2 separate regions of the Urocitellus parryii genome follow, and region 2 is linked to region 1. The links are chromatin contacts, called in public Hi-C maps. All regions are on one chromosome and are shown on one strand. Each heading gives the region's core, a stretch centred on a gene start, on an enhancer-like site or on the middle of the called end of the contact. The rest is flanking DNA. Distances are from core to core; before and after follow the strand shown.

What was found. A called contact is a pair of places that touch in the nucleus more often than the background predicts.
Region 2: a contact with region 1 is called in a Hi-C map of muscle, with 7 times the contacts expected there. The contact joins the promoter of Lysmd4 here to the promoter of Synm in region 1. A contact is called at or near these places in 2 of 2 Hi-C or Micro-C datasets (liver and muscle).

What each region holds. Positions count from the first base shown.
Region 1 is chr6:145,582,198-145,587,242 of mUroPar1.hap1, forward strand. It overlaps Synm (synemin), which reads left to right and starts at 2,050. Exons shown (of 5, transcript XM_026394725.2): 1 at 2,050-2,945. The coding sequence starts at 2,136.
Region 2 is chr6:146,158,210-146,162,996 of mUroPar1.hap1, forward strand. Lysmd4 (LysM domain containing 4) reads right to left here and starts at 1,757. Exons shown (of 2, transcript XM_026394721.2): 1 at 206-1,757. The coding sequence starts at 571.

The DNA.
Region 1 (5,045 bases), core at 800-3,299:
CTTCTATGGTCACATCCTCTAATAACTTCTATTCCCAAATTTAGGCACTGTGTGTCCTTAGGCAAGTTACTCAATTTCTCTGAGCCTCATTTTTGTGAGGATTAAGTATGATACATCAGGATAGCATTTTGAAAGATTAACCAATGCACTTTTTTTTTCTCCTGTTATTTCCTGGTGTCCTATAATTCTTTTCCTTGATGAGCTGTTGTACCCTGTAGCAACCATTTCCTTGGAGACAGGATTTAGAGCAGAAATGAGTGGAAAGTTTTGAGTTTTAAAATGCAAGGCCCTCAAGGGCAAGGGACCAAAAAAAAAATCCTAAGAGTCAGAGCAAAGTATCCTGCTGGGAGACTCTCTGGTGCCTAACAAGGTACTCCTACCCTATAGAGCTGTCCGTAGCCCAGTCAGGAGACAGGGACAGTAGAACCCCTAGTGGCATGGGGAATCAAAAGGTTGAGAATGAATGGCTGCAGCTGAATCCAGGCAACTCCATAAATGACCCCACAGTGCCTCAATGTCCCACTGTGGCTCAGGAGAGATGCTTGGACTGGTGGGGTCCCCTGCAGGTCTTCAGTGATGATGCCACTGTGATGTCATTGCTTTTCTTGTCGATGGGCATCTGAGGGAGTGGGAGAAGGGTGGACAATGATGGGGGTCCAGAGGCCCCTGCTCTTTGCATTAGTACTTATTCTTAGCAGAAAGGGAGAGGAAATTCTTACCTGAAAGATAAAAAATTCTACCACTGGCACAATGGGATCTCTGAAATGAGGTCTCCAGATAAACAAAGACTCACTTTCTGCCCCATTTGTGGTCAGAAACTCAAGCCTGTCACAAGAAGAGCCCTGGAGCCTTTTCAAGAGACCTTCTTTGGACAACTTGCTAACCAACTCACCTTTCCACACCCTCTGTAAAATGCACTGACCTGCCAGGTGGAGCCCGGTGACCAGTGGGTGACTGTCCAGGTCTTGTCCCCATCCTGACCAAGGACCCTTGTGTTTGCTATATGCTCCTATTGACACTTATATTGGTTCTTTTCATTCATTACTTAAATAACTGTCATGAAAGGTAATGAAATGCAAATATGCAAAAAATAGCTGTGGTTTCTATGGCAATTAAATTGAGAGCTTTCTTAAGGGCACATTGTTGAAGACAAAAAGAAAAAAAAAAGCAAAACCTGCTGTCACGTTAGGTGTGTGTTGGTCTATTGTAAAAGTTTTGGGAGACGTGAGATGTTTAGAAAGTCATTCAATCAGAACACTTCAAGATCTCTTTAAGTTTTACTCCAACGGAATGAAACTGATGATGTTAAGTGTTATGTCCCACGAGGGTAGGTAGTATAAGAAGGGAAGGAAAACAGACTCCAGTATTGAAAGAAAGAAGTCTTACTTGTACATCAAAATATTGGCAAATGGAGATATATTTATGTTGTAAGTTAAAAAAGAGTATAATGCACACATGCCTGTGTAAATAAATATATACAATATTCCCCCTCCCCATATATATATTCTTCCTTTCTTTCCTTCCTGTGTTGGGAATGGAACCCAGGACCTTGCCCAAGCTAGGCAAGAGTTTTACTACTGAGCCACATTCCCATCTTCAAAATTGAAAAAATAAAAATTTAAAAAAACCTCCTGATCTTCAGAGCCTCGGATGAAAAGTCTTCTATAAATAACGAATTTCACAAATGCTCAGTCTGCCTCGGTGGCGTCTTGTTTTTCATCCATGAGTGCCAGGACTTTGGGATTCCGTAAATACCCGTGAGGGGCAGCAGTAAGGAGACCTCTTCCGCGTCCCTTCTCCGACCCTGCTCTGCCAGTGAGCCACCGCCAGCTGTAATCCGACGGCAGCAAAAAATGACCAGGGTCCTGGGCTGGGCAGTCTCTTGGCGCTACGGTCAGCCCAGCAGGCGGCGCTGTCCGGCCGCAGTGGCCGCGCCTGTCCTCGCTCTGATTGGCTAGGGCCGTGGCCCGCGCCCACGGCTACCCTCCGGGTCCGCCAAGTGCAGCGGTTCGCCAGCTCCCGCCCCAGTCTGCGGGCCTCCGAAGCGGCGGCTGGGCCGGAGCGGCGCGGCGGAGGGGACAAGATCAGGGCAGGACGGAATTGGATAGCCGGGAGAGCCCCGCACACCCAGCAAGATGCTGTCCTGGCGGCTGCAGACGGGGTCCGAGAAGGCTGAGCTGCAGGAGCTCAACGCCCGGCTCTACGAATACGTCTGTCGAGTGCGGGAGTTGGAGCGCGAAAACCTGCTCCTGGAGGAGGAACTGCGCCACCGGCGCGGACAGGAGGACCTGTGGGCCGAGGGGCAGGCCCGCTTCGCCGAGGAGGCGCGCAGCTTGCGGCAGCAGTTGGACGAGCTCAGCTGGGCCACGGCACTGGCAGAGGGTGAGCGCGACGCTCTGCGTCGCGAGTTGCGGGAGCTGCAGCTGTTGGCCACCGAAGCGAACGCCGCCCGCGGCCGCCTGGACGCCGAGCTGGGCGCTCAGCAGCGCGAGCTGCAGGAGGCGCTTGGCGCGCGAGCCGCCCTCGAAGCTCTGTTGGGCCGACTTCAGGCTGAGCGCCGCGGCCTCGACGCGGCCCACGAGCGCGACGTGCGGGAGCTTCGCTCTCGCGCTTCCAGCCTGACCATGCACTACCGAGCCCGCGCTGCCGGCCCCGCCGCGCCCCCGCCGCGTCTGCGGGAGGTGCACGACAGCTACGCGCTGCTGGTGGCAGAGTCGTGGCGGGAGACAGTGCAGCTGTACGAGGACGAGGTGCGCGAGCTGGAAGAAGCGCTGCAGCGCGGCCAAGAGAGCCGGCGCGAAGCCGAAAAGGAGGCGCAACTCTGCGCCAAGGAAGCAGAGGCGCTGAAGCACGAGGCGCTCGAGCTAGAGCAATTGCGCGCGCGGCTGGAGGATGAGCTGCTACGGATGCGCGAGGAGTACGGGCTGCAAGTGGAGGAGCGTCAGGTCCGTGCCCGGAATGCCCCCCTCTTCCTGTGGCCCCAGCTGGTCACCAAGCTTACGGTGTGGGTGGGAAAGCGGGGTTCCAGGAACCACAGCCAGTTCACTCAGGGTCGGAGCGCGGCATCAAGAGAGGATAGGGCCGGCTCAAAGGGTACCCAACACTTTGCGGCAGGAGCCTTCAGGGTCCAGCAGCTTGCCAGCCTTGGAAGAAGAGTGTGGTCCATTGGTCTTTCAACTCTTCAGTGGTCTAGCTTTGGGTAACAGGTCCCATGGCTAGCTCAGTCCCCATCATCTTGTTAGATTGGCAACCTAACAAGGATTGTTGTTGTTTTGTTTTTTGAGGTAGTGGGGATTGAACTGAAGGTCTGGCACATGGTAGTCAAGCGCTCTACCTCTGAGCTACAACCCCAGCCCTATTTTTTAATTTCGAGTCAGGGTCTTGCTAAATTCCTCGGGACTGACCATGAACTTGCAATCTTGCCTCAGCCTCCCAAGTAGTAGGGAATCACAGGCATTCACCATGGGGCACAACTTTAAATTTTGACATGACTAGGCACATCCCAACAAACGACCTTCTTGGCTTTAGGTTTTCCCAGTCGCCTGTGCTCTGTATACCTAGTAAACTTAGACCCAAAAGTCAACCAAGAAATTTCTCTTGATTTCCAGAATTGACAGCACATTCCTACTTGGATATGTCAGTGTGTTGGGAAGTTTCAAGGCAATAGCAAGTCCTTACGTGGAGGCCTCCCAATCTTAAGTTGGTTTCCAAAACGGTTTTTATTTTGTCAGAATGATTTCTCAGATAGTTGTGGCTGCCTTATTTGTTCTTGAGAGGAGCAGCAACTATTTTGCAGGAAAGGTCCAGAGTCATTTTGCTCACAGTATGAGCTGATGTCAGATCTCTGGGTAGTATAAAAGTTGTGGGAAAGCAGGTCCCTGTGGTGGATGTTATTACAAGTGCAGACTTCTATAAACAGTTACTATTTCAGAGAAGCAACGCCCTCACCCTCTGAACCCAGCAGGGTCATCTGTGGTTGATTTATTGTCTGTACACCCAGTCCAGTCTTAGTGTTTGGCTCTGGCCCTACCTAGCCTCAGCCAGGGTTAGAAATGTACTTAAATCTGTAGTTCTAAGGACAATAGTTTGAAATAACGTCAGCACAATTTCAGAAAGATTTTAAGGGAACAGTTTGCAGCTCTGAGCTAACAATTTATGATATGGTGATTTTGTGCTTTTTTTAAAAAAAATTAGAAGTAAAGGGCACTTGTGGGTATTGATATGGAATGACTGGGGTGATGTGGCAGGTATCTACAGAGAGTCACCAAATATCTTATTATCTTTGGTTCCCTGTACTGTGCTAGAGTTTCAGTATCCAAAGAGCTAAAGACTAGATGGGCAGTCATAAAAAGTAATATGGGACTAAATTGTAGGAAATTTTGTCTTTTGGGTTGTGGGCTTTGTTTGTCTTCATTTTATAAATCAATTTTGGCTCGTTTCAGACCTTTAAGCTCTGGTTTCAGTGTTCTTTTTAGCAACAGAACCCTTCACCTCTAATGAAATCTTCAGAGGAACATCAGATCTCAGGTGAAAACAGAGTTCACCTGGCTGGAAGAGAGATGGGGACTTGGAAGTGTAGTTAGAATCACTGTCCATTTCTTTCTCCATACAAGGACTCTGACCACCTAGGGAAGTGCTTCCCTGAGGTCACACCTGACTCAGAATAGGACCCCGTCCTTAACTCTCTATCCAGTGATATCTCTGTCTTGTTGGAATTTGCTTCTTTCCCCTAAAAGTAACAAGGAAAGAACATTTTGATAAGGACCTGGTTTCTTGGTGTTTTTTTTTTTTTAGTCCCAGTTTATGGAATGTTACTAGTTATTACTTTATCCTTATCCTGAATCTTTCCCCAGTCAGCAACGATATTTCAAGTTGTACTCCAAAAGATTAAACACCATAAAAATGCTCAGAATTATGTCAAAGGTATTTATGATTTAATCCCAAGCCTCTACTTTATTCAGATTCCATACAAGCTCAGTCTGTGGAGGCTAAAAGCTGCTTTAACTGATTTCCTGTTCACAGTGTTTTATTACTAACAGTTAACT
Region 2 (4,787 bases), core at 507-3,006, 580 kb after region 1:
CTGAGGTTCCTAACTAACCTCATTTCTGAGCCCAGGGTGCAGAACTAAAGATACTTCTACCAACCTTCCAAATCTGGCTAAAATGGGAGTCCTTGGCTGCTACAATAAGCCTCTGGCCACTTATTAGGGGTCAGCAAGGGTAACAAATAAGTTACTCTATGTTCCTCTAAATACAAGGGGACAAAGTATTTGGAGGGTATCTTACTTTGCAGCCATACTGAAGAGCCAGCTTGTTGAGGTTGTCCTCCTGGGCCAGCTCCCGTTGGAGCAGCACCACGTCACCTGCTCCAGGCTTGTGAGGGTGGTGAACACTGTTCTTCTGGCGTTCCTTGCCCCGTGGCCGTAGAACAACATGTTGAGACTCTTCCTCAGAGGAGTCCCCAGAATCCCCACTGCCATTCTTGAACACATAAATGTGGCTGCTTGGAGTTGTACACACAACAGCTGGGCCTTGTAAGGTCTTGGTTAACATTCCCTTTTGCCTCATCTTAACTGAAAACCAAATCCCAGGGTTAATCCCAAATAAGGTATATTCATTCTTCCTTGGTTTCATTAAAGAGAAGTGTCTCATAGCAATGATCCCTTTCCCTGATTATTGCAAATACTGAACAAATACCATCAGTCCAAAACAAGAATGTCCTTATGCTGGCTGAGATGGAAGGACACGGGCAGAATAAAAACATTTTTTCCCCTAATTTCATACTTTTCGTGCAGAAAACAAGAGATTCCCCACACTTCTGCCTTATTCCTTACTGATAACTATATCCTCCCTCGCCCCCCAAAAATCCCACATCTATACACAACATCAATTTTTGGTCTCACAGTGGTAAAGTGATTGGGATCCTTGCAATGACAGGTAAGATTGTTCTGTTTCCTTGTACTAAGAATCTTAAATTCGGAACCTTGGTACAAAGAATTTTTACTCAATACTTTACACATTCCAAGGCATCTTTACTATAATCAATACAACTAAAGTGCTCTTAATTTGATATTTGGTTAACTTATCTCGTATGTGACTAAGTTACGGGAAAAGCCTGTCAAACTGACAGATTCCTCCCATTTCCACAGGTCACTTTGTATTCATTACCTCCCCTGGTATGCTTGTATTTCCACCTTGAGCCAAGTACCAAAGCCATAATACCCCCTTTTCCTTCTTTCAAATCGTTCTAATGAAATTCCAGAAATTACAAATCAAACTCGGAGAATGACGGTCTGCACAGAGGCTGGCATGAAGCCCTAAGAAGTCATACGGATGTGGCCCATTCACGGACTGCCTGGGGCCCAGCGTTACCCCCACCGGGTCAAGGCCCTCCGGTAGGCACCGCCCCAACTCCTTGATGCCACGGCCATGGGAGTTGAAGGGAGGCTGCTAGAGGTCCGGGCCTTCTCGTCCAAGCACAGGAGCTACAAGAGGGCTCCCACGGCTCTCAGAGCCCAGTTTCCCTTATAGCCCCTTCTGAGAAAGGAGGGGACCAAAACAAAACACCAGCCACACAAAAAAAGGGAGTGCCCTGACCCTGGCTTATAAGGGCAGGACCCCAACATTCTACAAAAGCACAACCTGCAACCTCTGACCTCTCACTCCCGCAATCTGGGACCAGCTCTCTACAGTCACCGCCCCTCCACCTGCCGGAGCTTCCCCCCAGGAAGCCATGGAGTGGCTGCCCGCGCCGGAGCCGACAAGTTAGGCCAGACCACCGCGCCGCTACAAGCTCCCGAGGACTGCATTCAAGACCGCGGCCCCCTCCTCCAGGAACCCGTACCTCGGCTCCCAACCCCGCCGCGACCCTCCGCGGCCGCCGCGCCCGTCGATTGGCTGCTAGAATTGAGTCTTCCGGGGGCGGGGCCGGAGGAAGAACCAATGAAACCAGTGGTGGGCGGGCACTGGCAGGAGCCCAGCGGAGTAGAGAAGTCCTCAGGAGACCTGGTCTGGGGGCGGGCTTAGGGGCGGGTCCCTGGGCCGGGGGCGGGACTCCAGCTTCAGTCCCCCCCGCCCGCCCGACTCAGTTGCGCCCAAAGATTGTAAAACACTTTTAATTCTTCCTTCGCAATGGTGACAGCCCTCTGCTGAGCCTCAGCTATCTCACTGGTAGGAAGGGGCTTTGACCCGCCTGCGTGGATATCACCTCTGGAGACCTCTCGAGGAAAAGACACGGGCAAGGGGTCTTTCTTCCGCTGCCTTATCTGCAATCTTGAGCTTTTAATGCCGGGGCAAAGGAGGGTTTTGCCCCGCCTCGTTCCTGAGAATAAAAAAGAAAAGTCCATGAGTGTGAAACATTGATTGTAACAACACAGACCAAAATAATCATCATCGTCACCATTATTATCAGGTGTTCCTGGTGGAGGACTTAAGCTTAAAAGTGATGAAAAAACTCTCACATGCTAAGCCCCAAATGTTGGAAACGTCTACTCAAAAAAGGAAACCAAAATAAAAAGCGAAAACAGGGAGAAATACATGCAACAAACATGACCAAAGACTAGAAAAATGAAAAGGAATTTGAAGGGCTCTTTCTGGTTTTAGGTTAAAAAAAAAAAAGTGGGGATTCATTGTGACTCTTGTCCAAATCGTATTGAGAAGGGGCTTTCTTTGCAGTGGGCTTGTTTCTAGCACACTAAGAATGGGGGAAATTCTTAACCTTCCCTGTTTTCCAGGAGCACAGGTCTTCTTCCAGACAATGAGATGGGAAAGAGAATGTTGAATGGGATTTCTGAAGAAAAAAAAAAAAAAAAAAAAAACTCTTGAAATGGGGACATCTGGAAAAGTTCTTTAAAATGTGTGTTCCTTTTTAACCTTCCCTTTTGTCCAGAATGAAGATATGATGGCTAGGCCACCTGCAGCCCTAATGGAATATGAGATTATACTGAAGATGGAATCCATGTGCTAAGGGTAGCAGAGCAAGAATATGGAAGGTGTGTAAGAGATAAATGCTTTCCATGTTTAAACTATTGTTAAGGGCTTTGTTAGCAGCTGCTGAAAAATTCCTAAGTTACATACTTTGGCACAGAGATTAAGTAAGTTACTCACCCAAGGTGCCATAACTAATGGAGTACAAGAGACAGGATACAAGCCCAGACACCAGTGACCCTTTTCCTCATGGACTTATAAAATTATCTGAGAAGGGCTCCTTTCGTTTTGCCTACTGCCCCAGCCCAATGCAAGAACCCTACTAACTTGGTCAACATGTTACTCAGAAACACTCTCATTTTCTCCCCAGGCCATTGACTGGGCTGACTTGAGACATAGTTCCTCAGGTCTGGATGAAGTATGCAAGCCAAATGACTTGTCCACTGAAGTGTGTTGGGGTCTCATTCACAAGGATAGCCCCACTACTGTGACCTAAGAAAGTTGGGACTAAACCTCCACAAGCAGATGTCTCTACTCAGATCCTCCCAAACACTTACCAAACTATCTGCTGTGATCTAGGGAAGGATTTGTCAGGTGAGTTATCCCATTTATCTGCAGCCTTATTTATGGAAGACTCAATTATTCCCAGGACCCAACTGTGGGGAGGTACCAGAAAACAGAAGCCTATTGAATAGGCAAGCTGTCAAAGGCAGAAGTTAGCTAGGGTCATGGCCCTCCAGACCCACAGGAGAGTCCACATTGGAAACCCAGAGCCCTACCCCACATCCTGTGCTCCCTTGGGGGAATCTTCCTGGACTATTCAAGGTTGACTTCCCCAACGGGTCCTGCTCAGAGTCTGAGGCTGTTCTCTCTTCTCCACGTGGGTAGGGAGCTCAGTTTCCTTTATTGGTTTCCCAAGTCACACCCACCATCCCATCCCTTAGTGTCTGCAGTACGACACATACAGGTCTTATAGATGCATTTTAACACCTCTACTTGTTCTTCTGAATAAAACCTCAGCCCCAAATATCCCCCTCACCCTTTTCTTTCCATTCTCTGTGTAGACAGCAGAGTGTGCCCTGCTCTGGGGTACTCTATGATTAATAGATGAGTAGTTTTTAGATTGTGCCCAACCCGGAATTACTCCATTTTACAAAGCAGAAGTTTGCCATTAGTTACTCAACTTTGAGTTAGTTACTCAACTTTGAGTATAACTACTGAAGTAAAATGAACTCTACTTATTTGTGCAACTGAACAACCATTATCTGCCTATTACAACCATAAGACACAAACCAGTAATTGATCCTAGGAACAAAAAATGACCACCTGTTGTCACTGGAAAGCAGGGAGCTGAAACTCTAAACCTCAGTTCTTGTGTTCCAATGAAAGAAAATTTAAAGTCAGGCACAAAAAGCCATGCAAGAGAACTTGTTATAAGTGAAAGTAGAGTAAAAGCAAAGCGAGGCTTAAGCAGAGCACCCTCAAGAGAAAGAGTGAGCCATCTTCAGCAGAGAATGACAAAGGAGACAATGCTGTCTCCAGATTTATTACTGTTTGATGTTTACCAGGAGAACTGGGAACCACCTTCTGTACTCTTTGCCAATCAGGTGTTCAACTCCTCCTTCATGTTGGGCAGTGGAGTTTTTGACATACCAGACCACCTTCATACACTGACCCTTTGCATTCACTGGCTCTCTCTGGAACTGTCATGGTGGCCATCCTATTTAGGAGGCTTCATCTACAAGTCAATCCCATGTAAATGTGGGCACTGGGGTCAAGAGCTGGTCAGAAGTTACCATAGTGCACCTGCACTACTAAAGGAATCTTCCTTCCCAGACAAGTGGAAGCACCTCTAGCCATAATTCCTAGCTTCACATCTACATCAATGGACCCTGTCAAGAGTTAGTCCCATTAATCTTTTTCTTTTGACATATTTTCCCAT